2 separate regions of the Xenopus laevis genome follow, and region 2 is linked to region 1. A link is a contact called in public Hi-C data. All regions are on one chromosome and are shown on one strand. The core of a region is the stretch at or near the end of the contact, and the rest is flanking DNA. Distances in the headings are between cores, read along the strand shown.

Evidence for each region. A called contact is a pair of places that touch in the nucleus more often than the background predicts.
Region 2: a Hi-C map of the XL177 cell line shows a contact between it and region 1, with 5 times the contacts expected there. The contact joins the enhancer-like site here to the promoter of ubtd2.L in region 1. A contact is called at or near these places in 2 of 4 Hi-C or Micro-C datasets (the XL177 cell line and the XTC cell line).

What each region holds. Positions count from the first base shown.
Region 1 is chr3L:48,932,539-48,935,285 of Xenopus_laevis_v10.1, reverse strand. It overlaps ubtd2.L (ubiquitin domain-containing protein 1-like), which reads right to left and starts at 1,390. Exons shown (of 3, transcript XM_018252159.2): 1 at 1,200-1,390. The coding sequence starts at 1,269.
Region 2 is chr3L:48,991,083-48,993,829 of Xenopus_laevis_v10.1, reverse strand. All of the region lies in intron 2 of ubtd2.L (ubiquitin domain-containing protein 1-like), which reads right to left. Among protein-coding and RNA genes, the nearest start is that of stk10.L, 20 kb to the left of the region's middle. Within about 2 kb of position 1,334, at least 2 of the 7 cell types and tissues checked have an H3K27ac peak or open chromatin away from gene starts, as enhancers often do.

The sequences.
Region 1 (2,747 bases), core at 141-2,640:
AAACGTAGGCAATGTCAAGATATATTTTGTTGTGCCGATATTAGACCCAAAACGACAATATTATTTGTAAAAAGCATTATCGGTCTGACCTTTTTTGGCAATCCCACAATGTAGCATAAGTCAGCCGTGCTTCTTTCACATCAGTTGGCTTCTGCTACATTGCTTCATAAGTCAGATTCAGCGTTGGACTGGGACACCAGGGGCCCACCTAAAACCCTTAGACCAGGGGCCCACCAAAAAATCTTAGACCAGGGGCACTGTCAGTACTATTATTCTTCCTCTCCTCACTCAAACTCTATTCTAATAGTCTCTTTTCATATTATAATCGATTATTCCATCTATTTAGCCTCTTTTTCTCAGAGAAATAGGGAATGACCAAGAAATAGGCCAAATGTTTAGCAGCACAAGGGCCCACTGACACCTGGGCTCACCGGGTCTTTTCCTGGTATCCCGGTGGGCCAGTCAGACTCTGGTCAGATTGCCCCAGGGCAGAGAACAGAAGGAGACAGACTGATAACGCCCTAAAAGTAATAGTTGTGAATAACTTTAAAAAGTTGCAATGAACGTAGAAACCGGAGAGTTGCTCAGAATGACAATTTCTTTCATTAGGGGGAAAAAAATATATATATTTTTGGGTATACGTCACATTTAAATGAATAAAAGGCCTGTGAGTGGTATGTAGCATATCAAACAGATAGCATATCTAAAAGGCAAGTTTATTACACTTATATGGGATTTTTTTTTTGTGCACCCACTGAATTCTATCTCCCAGAATAATTCAATAATAATGAAACCTGCATATTGTGTCACATAGTTCCCATACACAAGTAGCTGATCACTAGTAGCAATAGTTGAAGGGGATGTTATTAGAAACAAGCTGGGACAAAATGAAGAAAAGCTGACAGCAAGTCAGGTCCTTTCATGTGGGTTACTGTGTGCACTTACCAACCCATAAGGGGTAGCTGGCATCCCAAGCTGAGCCAGTAAGGGCCCTTCGGGAATGGTGGGTGCTACCACCTTGCCCATCAGTAGGGGGGTTAAGCGGAAAAGCAGATTGGTAGTGCCCCCCGCAGGGGGTGATTCTGTGTATCGGGCCAATATGAGACAAAAGAGCAGCGGATCTCTCCCTATCTCCCCTCCTCCTCCTCCCCCACTCTCCCTTCCAATCAACCTCCCCCATCTCTTCTTTTTTCACCCACCTCCGGTCCCGTCTGAGTTCTCGTTCAGGCTTCCCGAGGAGTCGTGGTGAGTGCCCACACACCCTCCCATGGGTGCCGCCGACGGGGGCAGCCTCTGCAGTTACCGCTCTCTCGCCTTCAAAGAGGCAGGCGGGCGCGCTCACGCAGCGCAGTCCCGAAAGCGGGCACGGGCGGCAAAGGAGAATAATTGCTCGTGTCCGCGCATGTGACGTCACGCATTCGCCTCCCAGTAGATGCCACAGTCCCCGCCCCGTTTACTGTGACGTTGCGGTGCGATTGAGTTTCTGTTCAGTGGATGGTGTGGCGTTTTACTGGAAGTGTTCTGTCATTCATGAGTAAAGTAGGGGCAGTGCGTGGATTTCCTGAACTGAAGGGATACTGTCATGGGAAAATATGTTCTTTTCAAAACACATCAGTAAATAGAGCTGCTCCAGCAGATAGACTACTGCACTGAAATCCATTTCTCAAAAGAGCAAACAGATTTTTTTTTATACTTAGTTTTGGCATAGGGCTAGACATATTGTCAGTTTCCCAGCTGCCCCCAGCCATGTTACTTGTGCTCTGATAAACTTCAGTCACTTACTGTTGTACTGCAAGTTGGAGTGATATCTAGGGTTGCCACCTTTTCTGGAAAAAAATACTGGCCTTCCTATATCCTTATTGGCATCAAGCATCATTTTTACCGGCCAGGTGGAACCCTCTCCCTTCCTCCCCCCCAGCAGCCTAACAATAGAACAATGGGAAGGTAACCACATAGCAGCTCCCTATCACAAGATAACAGCTCCCTTGTAGATCCAAGAACAGCACTCAATAGTAAAATCCAGGTCCCACTGCGACACATTCAGTTACATTCAGTTGGAGAAACAACAGCCTGCCAGAAAGCAGTTCCCTTCTTGTGCTGGCTCTTTCTGAAAGCACATGACCAGGTAAAATGACCTGAGATGGCTGCCTACAGACAACTAATACAACTAAAAAAATACATTTGCTGGTCAGAAATTACATTTTATATTGAGTGACTTATTTGCAGTGTAAACAGTGTAATTTAGAAATAAAAAATACATCATAAAAATCATGACAGAATCCCTTTAACGTATTATGGTCACCACATCGATGAAATAAAGTTTACATACACTGAGCACAATGGCTACTGAATACCGAATAAAGTACAGGTATGGGACCTGTTATCCATAATGCTCAGGGCCTGGGGTTTTCTGGATAACAGATCTTTCCATAATTTGGATCTTCATACCTTAAGTCTACTAGAAAATCATGTTAACATTAAATACACAAGGGATTTAGAAAAAGAACATTACTCATACATACCCAATAGTTTAGTTTGCTTCCAAAGGATTAATTATATCATAGTTGGGATCAAGAACAGGGTACCGTTTTAATACTACAGGGAAAGAACTTTCTGAATACCTGTATATAACATGATGCAGTGAGAGGCAGTTGGTTCTAGTACCTCAAACACATAACAGGGTGAGAGACATTCGTTTCCACTTATTCCTAATACTGAATCCGGTAAAAAAAAAGACAGTTGTTTCA
Region 2 (2,747 bases), core at 85-2,584, 59 kb before region 1:
GCTGCCCCCATTGCTACACAGCAGCTTATTTATATAAACAATAGTAGTGTTTCTGAAGCAAACACATGAGTTTTACTAGTGCAGGGCAACACTGCATTATATTCTTTATTACTTTAAGGGTCAGGACACACAGGCAGAATTGGGGAGATTAGTCGCCCAGCCACAAATCTCCTCTTTTTTGGGGCGACTAATCTCCCTGAACTGCCTCCTGCCGGCTAAAATGTAAATTGCCGGCGGAATGGCATTCGGATCAGTTCGTTTACCGAAGTCGCCTGACGAGGAAACCGTGCGACTTTGGAAAACGAATTGCTCCAAATGCCATCCCACCGGCGATTTACATTTTAGCAGTTGGGAAGGCAGTTCGGAGAGATGTCACCCCGAAAAAGAGGAGATTTGTCGTCGGGCTACTAATCCTTCCGAATCTGCCCTGACCCTTAAAACACTTTTATTTTTTTAAGTTACTGTTCTTTTAAGGCAAATAAAGAATGTACTCACAGAAATGCCCATCACAGATAAGAAAGACCGAAACCACTGTATGGGAAATAAGAAGCGTAACACTATCCCGCAAAAACCAAAATACTCCCCCTTGGTTAAAATATAAAAGTGATTTTTATTTCATACTTGTAATTGAATACTGAAGCCTCAACAGGATGACTTGAGAGAATAACTCCTGGGGGCGGCAAAATATGCAAAAGTAGATTTTTTTGCTGGGGAGCGCATTTTAGGGTCCCCAGATGCATTCTAGATATAAAATTTTGTATGGAATTTTTTATTATGCTAGAACCAGAAACCCATTACCACTGGTGGTAATTCTAGCAAAACATACTTTGAAACCGTGATTCTGAGGAAGTGAGTCGCTGTGGTTTCGGGTTACCCATCTCAAGGCAAACAAACGAACCAAAAATCGAAAAAATCCGATAACAGCGTGGCGCGTTATTTCGATTACCGAAACCGCGCAAGGTATTGGCGAAGAAAAAAAATATTTTTTATTTGGAATTTCGAAGTTTTGAAGGTGGGTAATCGAAGGTCTCATCGAGGGGAACAATTTGACACCTGACTCACCGTATCGCCGTATATGGTGCGCTAGCTATGGGCGTTGTTAGGACGCAAAACTGCGCGTTTTTGGTAACCTCTTAGTATATGATAGGGAATTACTCCAAAACCACTTCCTCTACACACTTCAAATTTGCTGTGGTTGTTCATGAATATTCCCTGGAATAGTATTTCAACAAAGCCAGCTAATCACTGGTTCATAGCAATTCCTTTGGTTGCCTGCAGATGGCACTCACAAGTTAAGCAGATGTCTCTTGCTCATCTGGCCAGGAGCTCAGAACACAAGCACTCTGATGTGCCCGGTGACTCTCAGCTGCTCCCCATTAACAATGCAAGACTATTGCTCAGCCTTTATTGGTGTCAGCTGGTGCTGTTCTGCGCATAGCGAGCAGACATGGAAGGGAATGGTTTGCGGTTACTGGCGATTCTTCTGTGCAAGTCCCGTGACCTCATCCTCCATGGCAGAAACAAGCACTAATAATACGTTCTGGTGATCAGGTTCCTCTATGGAGAAGTTACAACGTGAAACCCGGCCAATGTAAAAACCTGAGTACATGGAAAGGAATAAGTATTAACCGATCAAGATTTAGTCCCTGTAACACCACAAAACAGAATTGCACCCGAGGGGGAAACGCTATAACCCACATTAGCTAAGCAATCAATTGCTACACTATGTACTGAAGTCAAGCCAACCCAATGGTCTGGAACAGTACCACCCAACGGTCATCTGATACTGCAAGCAGCTGGCCTTTTAGCTCTCATAAGGAAAAGAAAGAAGGGACTCATTAAAGTAGGCACAGCCGGCAGATGTGTCACATGGGTTAAAGGAACAGTTCAATGTGAAAATAAAAATTGGGTAAATAGATAGGCTGTGCAAAATAAAAAATGATTCTAATATAGTTCGTTAGCCAAAAAATAAGTAATATAAAGGCTAGAGGGACTGGGAATCTAACCTTATAGCCAGAGCACTACCTCCTGCTTTTAAGCTCTCTAACACTGAGTTAGTCAGCGACTTGAAGGGGGGGCCACGTGGGACATAACTGCTCAGTGAGTTTGCAATTGACCCTCAGCATTCAGCTCAGATTCAAAAGCAACAGATATGACCTATGTGCCTCCCCCCCTCAAGTTACTGATTGGTTACTGCCTGGTAACCAATCAGTGGAAACCAAGAGAGCTACAAAACAGGAAGTAGTGTTCTGGCTATTATGTTACACATCCACTCACTCCAGCCTTTATACATTACATTTTTGGCTAACTAACTATATTAGGAAATTTTTTTATTTTGCACAGCCTATTTACCTAGTTTTTATTTTTACACTGAACAATTCCTTCCTTCAAAGGACTATTTTATGCAATAGGTTCTAATGCAACATTATAGATAATTATAGTTTTGCCTTCAATGACTAACCTAGTACAAATTTGTGCCAGTGTTCCACAACCAAACAGCTCTGATACAGTAGTGTGCAGTTAGAAGCATGAAAGCAAATATCCCATACGTTGCTATGGGTTGCTTCACTGGTTGAGCCAAAATAAATGACAGTTGCTTATGCACGGGTGCCTTTAGCTGTCATGCTTCTCTGAGCACAACTGAACCGCACTACAGGAATACGCCTCTGACATGTACGGCTCTGTGCCCACAGCAGGCAGCAGCACATACAGTTATGTCCATAAATATTAGGACTGAGACAACTTTT